Linked DNA regions of Anas platyrhynchos: region 2 is linked to region 1. Evidence: chromatin contacts called from public Hi-C data. All regions are on one chromosome and are shown on one strand. The core of a region is the stretch at or near the end of the contact, and the rest is flanking DNA. Distances in the headings are between cores, read along the strand shown. Region 1 has its middle 130 kb from the start of ZNF507. Region 2 has its middle 49 kb from the start of ZNF507.

Region 1 (6,890 bases), core at 3,378-5,877:
AATGCTATATGGTATGCCCTATGACTTGGAATTGCTACTTGATCACCCTCAATTCTAATTAAGACTTGGAAAGAGACTGCTTTAACACCATGATGGGGAAGGCCCCTATGTTGTTTTGCTTACCACAGAAACGGCTATTCAAACTGCGGAGAAAAGATGGACGCATGCCAGCCGTGTGAAAGGACCAATCCGGGAAGGTAAATGGGAGGCAGCTCCAGGCCCTGACGACTTGAAGCTGACACTAAGACGGACTCGATAAGTATTTTATATTATCTGTGTATCATGGGAAGGGGAGGAGGCCCTGTTTCAAAGGCTCCCTAGTAGGTTCCCCTGAAGAACACTGCTGCTGCCAAGAAGAACCGATACCTTGTAGTTCGCTGCAACCGAACTGACAAGCGAGGCAGAGAAGTGAAAACGGTGGGGGACTGAGGGGCCGACAATTTAGATGGGCTCCAACCACCTCCTACGATACATGGGAGTCAGTATCATCGTTTTGGTCAGCTATGGGTCTGCGCATCCCCATCAGCCTTTTAAATGGAGCTTGATCAGATGGAAGGATCAATTCGTCATCCAGCAAACAATGACAGCAGGTGCTCCCAGTTTCTGCATCACATTATGTGACCTTGTGTCAGTGCAGCCATGCTTTAACCGATCAGGATTTTATTTCTGCCCAAGTTCTAACACAGGAAAGGGGTACTGTAATTACCCGAACATGTATTATTGTGCATACTGGGGGTGTGAAACCATTGCTATGGACTGGACACTCGGGGCTGGTCGGAATAAATTCTTACAAGTGGGATATGGGCCGCAAGGTTGTAACCAACAAGCAGGTCCCCGTTACAGGTGGTGAGGGCATGGTATAGGGTATACAGGAACCTTCCATGGAAATAAAGAAATTTGCAAGGTTCTATATATAAATATAACAAACTTGGATGATACTAGCTGGGTACTAGGAAAAATGTGAGGTGTCAGATTTTACAAACACAGAACAGATAGGGGAGGACTCATACTAATAAAAAGGAGGATGCCGATAGGCCCCAGGCAGTAGGACCAAATGAGGTATTGTCAGAAAATGTCCAGGGAATCCAGCCTGCGGAAAATACTACACTTCCAACCCTCGGCAGCCCTACGAGCTCAGGTAAAGCCGAGAATGGTAACATAGCTGAGAATAACATATGGGGGGGTCATGAATGCCAGCTACCAATAATTAAACAAAACAACCCCAAATGTAACAAAACACTGTTGATTATGCTTTAGTATAAGGCCTTCATATTATGATGCTATCGGGAATCCTGGGGAGCCTTCCCGCACAAACGAGAACAGCCCTCTACATTACAGTTGGGAAAAGACATAAGGGTAACACTAACAGAAGTCACTGGAGGTGGTAGGTGTGTGGGCACAGTTCCTAGTGGGAAGTGTCACCTATGCAATATCACGGAGAATGGAAAACAATCAGCTGAGTGGTTAATCCCAGCCAACAACGCTAGGTGGGTTTGTTCGTGAGTGGGCGTAACTCCTTGTCTATCACTAAAACTCTTTAATGCGTCTTGTGATTTTTGTATACAGGTGATAATTATACCAAGGATTCTATACCACCCTGAGGATTGTATGTATACCCAGCACACAGTGGCAAGGCATCATCTGGAAAGATGGGAACCATTCACGGCTCTAACTTTGGCCACCCTAATAATCCTGGGAGGAGCTGGAGTGGGGACCAGGGTAGCCTCATTGGTTAAACAAAATCAAGAATTTGCTTCTTACACATTGCTGTGGACGAGGACCTGACCCAAATTGAACAATCCATCTCGGCCCTGGAAAATCTATCAGGTTGCTTTCAGAGGTAGTGTTACAAAATCATAGGGGATTAGATTTGGTATTTTTTTACAACAGGACGGGCTGTGTGCAGCCCCAAAAGAGGAATGCTGTGTGTATGCTGATCACACCGGAGAGGTAAGAGATACAATGGCAAGACCCAGGGAAGGGTTGGAAAAAAAAAAAAAAAAAAAAAAAAAAAAAAGGAAATGGGAGAATGAAGCCCGACAGAGCTGGTATGAATCTTGGTTTAATTGTTCACCTTGGCCTACTACTTTATTATCAACAATAACAGGACCTTTGTTGTTCTTAATAATAGCACTAACTTTTGGACCATGTATTTTTAATAAATTGATTGCGATTGTAAAGGGACATTTAGAAGCGGCACATTTAATGCTCATACATGCCAGATACGAGCCAATAAGTACCAACGAAGGAATCGAGGAAACATTAGTTCTTAGTAGCCAGGCATTGCAGAGCTTCAATGAACAAAATGAGTAACTAAAAGAAAAAGGAGGGATTGTAATACACAATAAATGTTTGTTCATTGTCTTTTGTAAAAACAAGGAGTTCTGTTTGAGAAACAGGAGTTGTGAAAACTCCCTGCTGAAGTAAGGAGCTGTATAATGCTTGGCTAGACACTATGAAAATTCTTTTGCTTAATGTAACAAAAAAGAGACCCCCCCCCTTCTCTCCTTCTGCATCTCAGTTGCCTCTTTTGTTTAAAGGCACTGCTGCAAACCTCATGTAACCATCTCCTGATAAGTTGCTAAACTAATGTATCAACATCCTGCCTTCCCATCTCACGCTGGTCCAACATGACCAAATAAAAAAAAGAAGTTGAACCACAGTGCCAAGGAAGACTATGGCCTTCATCTTCACGACCACCAGAGGGACAGAGACGACCCCCTAGCAACAGCGCGCCCAGTCGCAGAATATACCAGGATGCGCTGCGTAATCCCGGAATTACCAAGGTATAAAAAGGGACCCTGGGGGGGGTGAGGTGCTCGCCGTTGGTGGAGCCGAGACTCCCTGGCCGCCCAGCGCTGTTTTGCTTGCTGTTGCTTACTCAATAAATTCCTTTCTATTATTAATGCAATGCTCTCTGAAAATTAATTAAGGGGGCAACTTATAACACACTAGTTAACCATTTTATTTTGGTGTAAGAACAGCTGGAATTGATTTGTTTAAAATTTAACATTCAGAGCTGTTCTACGCTCTCATTATGGGATGTGGTGTTGGTGTCATCTGAGGTTGTTATCTTAGTTAGTGTACCAATTTTGTTGGCTTGTTTCTTGCTACTAGAATAACCAAGTACTTAAAATTTCAGACGCTTGTTCCTGATGGTTTTTGATGTTGCCTACTTTCACCACGCTTGTTCCTGATGGTTTTTGATGTTGCCTACTTTCACCTCTTGAAGGCTACACTCATGGACTTCTTTTTCTGTGAGCAACTGATAAAGGGCCAGTCAGTATTGTTTTTAGGGTCATTTTGCAATTCAGTTTTCTGAAGGATGGCTGACAAGTGATATTTTCATTCATATGGGAATGAAAGATTGCTGCAGCGGTCTTAGAGTAATCTTGCCTTTAACTGAAGCAAAAATACAGGGAGAGACAGGAAACTACATCTGTAACCTAACCACTTCTCTATATTTCAAATCATGAATGTTTTGTGCACTTGTGAGGTATACCTAGTGACCATTTACAAATTCTACCTGGCATCTGTGCATATTACACAGTGACCCTTCTGGCATTTGGGTTAAGAAGGCACATCAGTGACTGGTTTGCATAACCTCTGTAATTTCCTCATTTTAAGGCTCTGATCTAGTCAGGAATTTACTCACGTGCCTATCTTTGGCTGTTTTGCTTAACATCAACTAAGGTTTTTATTTTTTTGTGGTTGTTGTTATAGTTCTTTTCTTTTTATATGGCTAAGAAAAAAAATCAAATACCTCTTTGAAAATCCACATACAAGTATGCAGGGAATTTGGCAAAACCATAATTTCACCAAATCCTATGTTGTTGTTCAGTGAAATGTTGCTTGAATAGTGTCTTACAGGAAAAAAAAAACCAACGAATTCTAGGCAATGTGTGTTCTGGCTTGCCAAACTGCTTTAAAAATATGTCTCTTTTATTATCTGCACTATAACACATTCAGTAGTGTGTATTACTAATAGAATAAATGAAAAATGTGTTTCTTTAACACTGTCATCTCTCTCTCTCTGACATGTATCTTGAGATGATTTGCAAATGCTCAGTTGTGTGAGTGGCTTATAGAGGAGGGAAATCAGTTAGCCTCTAATGTTATGCTGACGCATGGCCAGTTGCTTGAACCCATTAATGAGCTAATCTCTGATACTCTAGTAAATAGTATTCTTGCTCCTGCATGCTGCACACTGCATTTCAGGTAAAATCAACATGAAAAAAAAAAAGAGAATTTAAACGGATTATGGCACTTACCATGCATTTTTCTCATATGTTCTTTGAGAGAAATTAAAATTATGAAAGTTTGCTACTCAAAACAAAACCCTTCTGTGTCTTTTTTCTTCATACAAAACAAGGTTATTAAAACCTGTGATTTGCTTTTAGCTGGCCACTGAAGCTAAATAGCATTTTCTATATAGAGAGCAATATCTAAAAACAATATACCAGAACACTTGTATTAAGCACAAGGTAATTTTTCTTTATTTCCCTTTCTATCATCGCTGATTATGAAAATACTTCTGTGTAAGTACAGATTCTCTCTCCCTTATAATCAGCTACCTCCTGCCCGATTCCTTAATTAGTGACATAATTCAGTGTTCTGGACATCACAATCACTTCCAGGGTAGTGAAATATGATCAGAGCTGCCTGGAATGTGTGTAACAACCCCCCGCAAGTGAAGGTCGTGCCTCTGTTGTTGTTGTTGTTTTTTTTTTTTTTTTTTTTTTTTAAATACACAGAAAAAAAAAAAATGCCCTCCATCTAGATGATTTTCATTGTAGATTAAAGAAAGAACAACTGAAAACCCCTAGGAAGAAGGAGCGAGTATAAAACTTCCTAGAAACAGAAAACATCCTGGTAACCCTCCATCTTAAGCTGCCTCAGAAGTCTGTACCTTACACACCAGCTGCTAGGGCTTCCCACCAAAGAATGCAGTAGAGAGGCAGAGAATCAGATAAACCTGTGCCACGCCTGTGTCAGTTTCATTAGGAATCTGAGTCAGGCCAGGACTGAGAAGTTTGTATGTTATCAGCAGTTTTGTCTATTCTTTTGAGGTTTTTGGCTCAGCTATTTGAATGTCAAGGGCTGAAGACAGGGAGTAGTTGGTGCTTTATTCCACAGATTCTGAAAAGCAACAACTAGAAGTCCAGGGGGAGGAAAAACAGCAGGGAGGGAAAAAAAAAAAAGCCCCATATCATCCAGTGCTTTCATGGAGCTTATCTAAGTTTTGTATGCTTTCCAGAGTGTGTTTCTTTCTAGGCTGCAGAGATGTTTCCAGCAGAGTAGAAGCTTTCCAAAAAAAGAAGCTCCCCCCAAAAATTCTCAGATCTCTTGCTCTCCTACTTGCAGTCAATTGCATAGCGTTGTTCCCATGCTCTTATCCAGTATGTAAATGAATACACTTTTTCATTGAAAACAATTGTTTCAATAATTCATACCAGTGCTCCTGAGATTTTGCATTAGGAGTGCCAAGGGACTTTGCATATTGATTTAACTTCTTTTCCCCAAGGCATTCAAAAAATACAGCCCAACAATTTAAAGTGCCTTTGGTCCTTGACTACGGTAACTCTTTTCACTTGCATCCTGTATCGATGGGTTTGTTCTAATGACAGTTCACAAGTGTAGCTGAAATGATATAGATTTTACTCCAATTTTACTTCAACCATCGTTCCCTAATTTTAATGCTTACTGCCAATGAGGTTATAGAGATGAATGATATTTAAGACCTCTCAAATAACTGCAGCCAGTCTGAAGAGAAGTATTGTCAGCTAGTTTATAAAAGTTTTAAGCAAGCCCGATAAATTCCTTAGAAAATAGCTAACACTCATCAAAGTGCTCTGCATTTTTTTCCTTTCTCAGATTTACTGTATTGTCTTTTCTATCTGAATATCATGTTTTAACATAACTGGGGAGTACAGAGAAATTACTTTAAAGAGAACAAAAAGCTTACAAAATTTCTCTTTACTTTATTGAAACATTAGAAACTGCATTTTGCCATGACTATGATGGGGTGGGGAATATGTTTTCAACAGGGAGAGAAAGAAAAAAGTTCTCTTAGGGCAAATGGATTCTCTCCCTGGTGGAAAATGATTTCCAAGATCAGCAGTATTTTACAAGGTTCCTGGATTTATTTATTTTTTTTGGTCCTCTTCAAGTCTCTAAACAAGTTTAGTTAAGCACTGATTGTGTCAATATGTAATTTGGATATAGTTGTAATTTTTGATTCTCGTTTCTCTTGCTTTCCTTGATGAGAAGTAGCTAGGGAATGCTTCTTATAAAATCATATGCCAAAAGTAGTACAGGCACAATGGAAATATTAATGAACATGATTGTTTTGACACATAAGAATTAGAGCATGTTTAAATATTATACATACTGTATGAACTGCTGGCATAAAATTAGAAACATGAGATTTTTATTTATTTATTTTTGTTTCTAGCAAATGTTCACCTTTAATTCTTATCAGACATACTGAGTTAGTTTACTTAGGTCAGCTTCAGAGGCCCTTAATGTCTCTTCATTTCAGGTTAAGGCTGCCACAAAGGCTATAAATAAGGGTGTCTTGAACTCCAAAGCTTCGTGATCTCTGAATTAAAAAAAAAAAAAAAAGTTAATCCACCCTAATTTGCACTACATGCTATGTGCACATTGGTAAAATGAAACTTACAGTTGCTTTTGGGCAATGTTCAAATTTTACATTTGGTGTATTAATAAACTACTTTTGATCTTTTTTTTTTTTTTTAATGCAAATAACAGTAAAAATACAATGTATTTATCTGATATCTAAAATAAAAGGCAAAATTTACAGGGTTATAAAACATTGGGTTAGAAAAATTTAAAGAGCCTTGAGCCAGGGCTATTTTCACATGTTTGTA
Region 2 (6,196 bases), core at 3,062-5,561, 85 kb before region 1:
GAAAATACTGACATATCACAAATACATTCAGTACCTGTATTTTTCACTTTTTTTTTTTTTTTGTCAAAAATGCAAAGAAACTGTTTTAGGGGAAGATATCTGTCAGCTGAAATATATTTCCACTTCCTATGTGATCATGCTCAGTACCAGACATTTTGCTGTAATTATGAGAAACAGGTGATGGGATTTCATCGGGATCTCTTACTTAAAAAAACAACTGTGTGCACAAACAGGTTGGATAGAGGAAAAAAAAATCTTACTGCCACAAGCTTTCTTTCTTTCTTTCTTTCTTTCTTTCTTTCTTTCTTTCTTTCTTTCTTTCTTTCTTTTTAGTTGTCTGAATAAAAGTGATTCTCATTAAACACTATACAGACAGTATTTCTAAAAAGATATATAAATTAATTTTTTGTTTGATTAATTGGGTACTTCTACTAGATTTTTATTTATTTATTTTTAAAAAGGACTGTTCAGAAAGTATCCCAGTTGAAGAGAAGGAATTAATAAAAGTGACTTATTTATATATTTTTTTTATACCTACACAGTTATTCTCACTGACTATGTTAATTATTCAGTACTGGGTTTAAATAACTTTGCTATTCCTACCTTAAAATATTGAGATACAAAGGTTTTAAGTCAGGCAAAAATATAATTAAATTTGATAACTATAGTGAATTAATGGAATGAGAACCAGAAGAGTAAAAATATTTTTTTTCTTATTGAAAATACTGAAAAATTTGAACTGAAAATGAGGGTTTTATTGTTTTTATGCCTTGTGGAACAAAAAAATACCTTAAATTTCATTTCCAAAATGAGTTTTTTTGTGTTAAATGGATTGAAATATTGATGCAGTGAGTTCTGCTTATCACTGTAGATGTTACTCCTGTGTGGTTGGAAGAAAAAAAAATCTTATTCCTCATTTGTTATAGATACAGATGTAAGACTGCAAAAGTCCATGAAAATATGTAACATTCTCTGAGATAATTTTAAATGCTCTTATTCAGAGTATGATGCTTCAGTATCATCTAAAATGCAGATGTCAGGTTTTTAAATGGTGATAGTGCACTTTGGATAATCTATACGCTTATGGAACTCGAGAAATAATTGGTCTAAATTCTCTAATGTGAGGGAATTAAGAAGGTCTGATCTGGCATGTGCGTGGCTAGCTGAAACTTCCTGAAATGGGACATGGCACTCTAGTGCTTGCTCCTGCCTTTAAATTTGTGGTCCTAAGAACAACTGTTCTACAGCAGACCAAAAACCTTCATGGATTTAGAGGAAAGGAGCAGAAGTAGCAGAGCAAAAGTAGTGTTATATTTTCTCGAATATGCTCTCCTTGTTTGTGGAAAACAGCAATCTGTGAGTTGCAACTCTGTACTTCTGATTACTCTTGTTTCTTGTCTCTTGTGCCCTTTTGAGTTCTATTATCCCGTTATTGATAAGTGGTTACCAAACTGCACTCGAGTTTAAAGTTCAGAATCTCTGACATCGAAGAGAATCCTTCATTGGTATGAACTCCTGTGGCTGTCACCTGAGCTGGTGCTCCATAGGCAAATACCCTCATGGCTTAAACTTGAGCAGGGGACCATTGCAGACTGGTCTCAGAGTTACTGAGCTGTAATTAGCCCCACGATACTTCTCTTAGTGTCATGCTTCACAGGGCGCAACTCGGACTTGGGCACTGACCTTAAGATCAGTTAACAAAAATTATGCTTCCATTAATGTGAGTTTGTGTGTGTGTGTCAACTTGTCTGTACTCCTAAAGGAAGTACAGGAAGCCTCAGCTTTCCTATGCCACCTCTCCGGATGAGGTTTAGCAGCCCCAGAAGTGAATATAGCATTTTACCCAATTCACTGTTTAGACAAATCCCCTGATTCTGTGTTCATTGTGTCTGCTTTCTTTGAGGTTAACTTGACTGTGGCATTGCTGGCATTTTATTTCACTGAAGTGAGAACAAAACAACCAACTTTTGTGGCTGATCTGTGAAAAGCCATTATCATTAGGCCATCTGGAAAAAAAAACATTTTTTAGGTCTTGAGCAGCAGTTAAGAGCTAGTTTTTGAAGAGTAGACTTCTTGCAATTGCCACATGATAGTGACAGTGTATTATAAAAAAAAAAAAAAAAAAAAAAAAAAGTGCTGAAACAAGTAGGATTTTATACCATCATTTATATTCTAGGTTTATTCATACAATCATTTAAGCCTTTTCCTACTTTGCAATTTCTTTGTGCCAGTAAAGGTTTATATAGCTTTGGAGACACTGCTATCTGGAATGCTAACTCTGACTGGATTACCACAAAAAAACACAACAGCAGCATAGGCTCCATAAACATAGTATGAAGCTGAATAAATGGCATGTGCAATTTATATATTTTATATATATATATATATATATATTTGTGACATTAAAATACAAAAGAAAAAATAGAATTAGAACACTTACTTGTGGGCTGGTATTACTGTACTTCAGATATTAATAGTTGTTGCTATAGTCCCTAAGATTTATTTCTAATATAAACATCCTAGGGGAAAATGGATAGCCCAGATGAAATCATTCATATTTTGAATGAGAGCTTCTTACGGTTGTTTGTGAAGTAATTACACTTGAATTTATTGGGATAATTGCCAGTTGTGCATGTGTGTCTGTCTGTCTTTTAATTATTTCTCATCTTTTCTGTTTCCTACTGCCTAAGAAGTTCTATGTACTTTGTGAGATGTGAGTCCATGACAATATGGTATGAACTCAGAAAAACTTCTATAAGTTATTTTCAGAGAATACTTATTGATTATGCTTCTTTGTCAATATTCAGAAAATTCAGGCAAAAATAACTAATTTATTTTTCTGTCTTTTTAAAATCAAAATTAAAAAAGGAGAAAACATACTTTATTTAAAATTGCTTGGGAGAGATTCCTCTTCAGTACTTCCACAAACTGTACAATAAATCAGATGCATTATTAATGTGAGAGCTAGAAAATTGTATGTTGATGGGGAAAAAACTTAGAAAAAGACACTAAAGAATCCTGAACAACATAACAGATTTATGGGCTCTTCCTGTCAAATCAGCTGGAAGAACAAAGTGAAGTTCATTTACAGAGGACAAAAATTAACAAAGGATGATTTGAACTGAAGGTCATATCTGGAGCTTTGCAAACATTGCAGAATAATATATAATGGACTATACTGTAAGGGTATTTGTCCACACTGAGATCCACACCGAGAATTAAATGCTAGATTTACTTTTACTGCAGGCAGTAGGAGTGCACAGCAAACAGCAGACAGGAGCTTCTGCTTCCTGCCGAGCTCTTGGTGTATCCACTGCCTGTCAAGCTGGGGATGCAGCCTTACTAGCCAGTGCTTTCTGTACTGTGTGGAAGAGACATTCAGTGGCCACTGATGGAGGCAAGGGCGTTTGAATGTATCTCAGACCTGGTTTATTCAGATGACCTGCTGAAAGAAACACACTTCGAAAACAGTCCTGGCTAGAAACAAGTTGATGCTGAATACTTTATTCAACTGCATCTGTACCTGAATCCTAAGCTTTCACTATGGATTTCTGTTTGTCTGCAGGCAGGTTATAGTCTAATGGTGCTGTTTTCCTCCACATTCATTTTTTGTTTGTTTCTAAATCATGTGTTTTAACACACATGGCGTGCTTTTAATATTGCTTTTCCATATGCTGCTCTAAATGCATACATTCCACATATGCTGCATCTGAGGAATCTTTTTCTTTCCAAGGAAAGTGTTATTCAGTGGAATTTATCTGTACTTCAAGAAGTCTCATGCAGGACAGATGGAAACCCCTGGAAATAGATATACTTCTAAATGGTTTTGGTTATGAGTCAGGATTAAGGATGTGAAGGAGCTTGGTTTATGAAGATGCAAATGAGAAGGGACATGATCCACAAGGTAATATTTCCATTTAGATGAGATCCAGAATAAAGACGAGAAATTCTCAACTGTAATATTATTTGGTTAGAACACTGTTTTATTATCCACTGTTCTCATCCAGTTTTGTAGTATGAAAGTCAATATTTGTTTAAATACTAAAAGACTGCCAGATTGAAACAGCTTTTAAGTAATGTGTACCTTGTGGCTCCAGGTAAAGCTTATCAAGAAGTCCCATGTGAATGCAATGACTGTTTTTTAAGCTGTGAGACACTTGCAAATTTTTACGTTTGTTGAATTTTTGTGGTCCATTTCTATTTACACTTTGTTCTTTCCTAATCTCAAAACTATGTAGGCTTCAGTGTAGATCAAGAATATCTTGTACCAGAGATATCAGTATGTCATTATTTCTTCACTGAGAACAGCCAGGGCTTAGGGGTAAACCTCAGTATTGGAATTCAGTTTTATAATTCCTCATCAGTAGATGGGATATCTGTAGATACCATTCACATATTATGCAGACTACTCAAAAGATTTTAAAGGTTGTATTGAATGGATTTGGGTGTAAGTTCTGTTATCTATTAGTGTTTTATAGTTTTCATTGGAGCTTGAAGTACTCACTTCATAGAATAAGATGGTTTAGACGCTTACTTTAGAGTTATTACTGTTGAATAGGTTATATTGAAGCCATATTAGTAGGCTACAAATCCTTATTTTTTTGCTGTTGAAGGTGTGATAAGTAGTATTTAAAGTTTTGTGTTTGCATGGGGATAAGATATACTTGGACTGGGAAAACAGACTTGGATAAGAAGCTTTTCTTCCTGATATTGTAGTGAAGCTTGAAAGCATATGATTCATTACAATTATACACACTGTTCAAATTCCGTATAAGTAAAGAAATGACATAAGTATACAAAACCCATTACTTTCTGACTGCAACTCACCAGAGTTTTTGGAAAACGATCAAGTGGTTATTTTGTTCTAAGATTGAGTTCAGTCTGTGTGATATTGGTAGCACAACAAAGTAAAACAGAGTAGAACTGCAGTAAAAACACACTTCTTTTTCCTGTGTAGCCAACAATGAAGAAAGTTGTTAATTATCAGCTATAGATTTGCTTCTTATTTTTCAAAGCTTATACTACCTGGTAGCTTTGATTATATTTTGCGCTTTACATACATTGCGTCAATAGGGAGACAATAAACCAATTTTAATATGTCTCACTCTGCTATTTTTCAGTGAAACTGTCATCATGGGCCTTTTTTGTTACACTTCACAGCCTGCAATATTTTTTTCCTTTAGTTTAGCATGTTTTCTTCTCCATATAAATTGTAGTCTGGGTATTAGCATTTGTGGCATTTATTTTAATGACTGCATACGGTATGTCTTTGGGTAGACTATACAGCATATAATGCAAACTAAGCAGATACTGTACCTGAGATATGTATGAGTAAGGCAGTTAAGAGCTGAGTGGAGTTGGGAAGGGCAGTGAGTTATCCCATTCTGTAGGCAGAGGTGGCCAGATAACAGTGTGAACATGGAGTAATGAGAATTTATTATGCTAGAGTTCAGGACTTGTTTGGACGAGCATTAATAAAATAGTGTAAATTAAATGGCTAATACTTTAACACTAAAGTGTAACTCACTGCAAATTTATCACCTTTTGTATGAGATCTTTACCTACAGGTAACAATTAAGAATCTTAGAGAAAGTTCAGACTGTAATGTGACCTGGGTTAAAGCACCCTAGCATCACTACTTAGAGCAAAATTAATCTCACTTAGGTTTAGGTATTTACAGAGCAGACACCAATACCTGAGCCAGTTCTCTAAACAGTCAGTTGAGAGAATAAGAAGGAAGGAGCCATGGCCTAGGAGTGCCTATAGCAGGTGTCTAAATCGTGTCATTCTTTTTCCGTCAACTGTTCTCCCACAACTACTCTGTATGTCTAATTAACTGAGATTGGATATCTCATGCTAAAATAATCAAGACTTAAATGAGATGAATTCTACACTTCATATCTGAATTAGAAAGATTAGATCTATTCTTCAGTGACCAGAGAAGTTGGAGCTATATAGCAAACCAGTGTGGTTATTGCTAGTGATTAATGCTATGGGATTACAAGGACCTTGTTGTTTGCCACACCTGCTGCTCAGCCTGCATCAGCTAAATGTCTTGGTAATAGAGTACAGCTGGGATTCAAAAGGGCAATATTTACATGGCCAGTGGTATGGGAGGAGGGAGCAAATTTCATTGTATTTGCTAAGGGAGGAAGGGGAATTTTAGTATTACATTGTATTGTATCTTTTTAATGAT

The links. Hi-C and Micro-C count contacts between places; a contact is called where the count stands out from the background.
Region 2: a contact with region 1 is called in a Hi-C map of small yellow follicle, with 4 times the contacts expected there. The contact joins two enhancer-like sites. A contact is called at or near these places in 2 of 8 Hi-C or Micro-C datasets (F1 follicle and small yellow follicle).

Annotation. Positions count from the first base shown.
Region 1 is chr12:21,137,443-21,144,332 of IASCAAS_PekinDuck_T2T, reverse strand. No RefSeq gene overlaps it. Among named protein-coding and RNA genes, the nearest start is that of ZNF507, 130 kb to the left of the region's middle. Within about 2 kb of position 4,627, at least 3 of the 8 cell types and tissues checked have an H3K27ac peak or open chromatin away from gene starts, as enhancers often do. A contact at or near this core is called in small yellow follicle, where this site is marked.
Region 2 is chr12:21,222,751-21,228,946 of IASCAAS_PekinDuck_T2T, reverse strand. No RefSeq gene overlaps it. Among named protein-coding and RNA genes, the nearest start is that of ZNF507, 49 kb to the left of the region's middle. Within about 2 kb of position 4,311, at least 2 of the 8 cell types and tissues checked have an H3K27ac peak or open chromatin away from gene starts, as enhancers often do. A contact at or near this core is called in small yellow follicle, where this site is marked.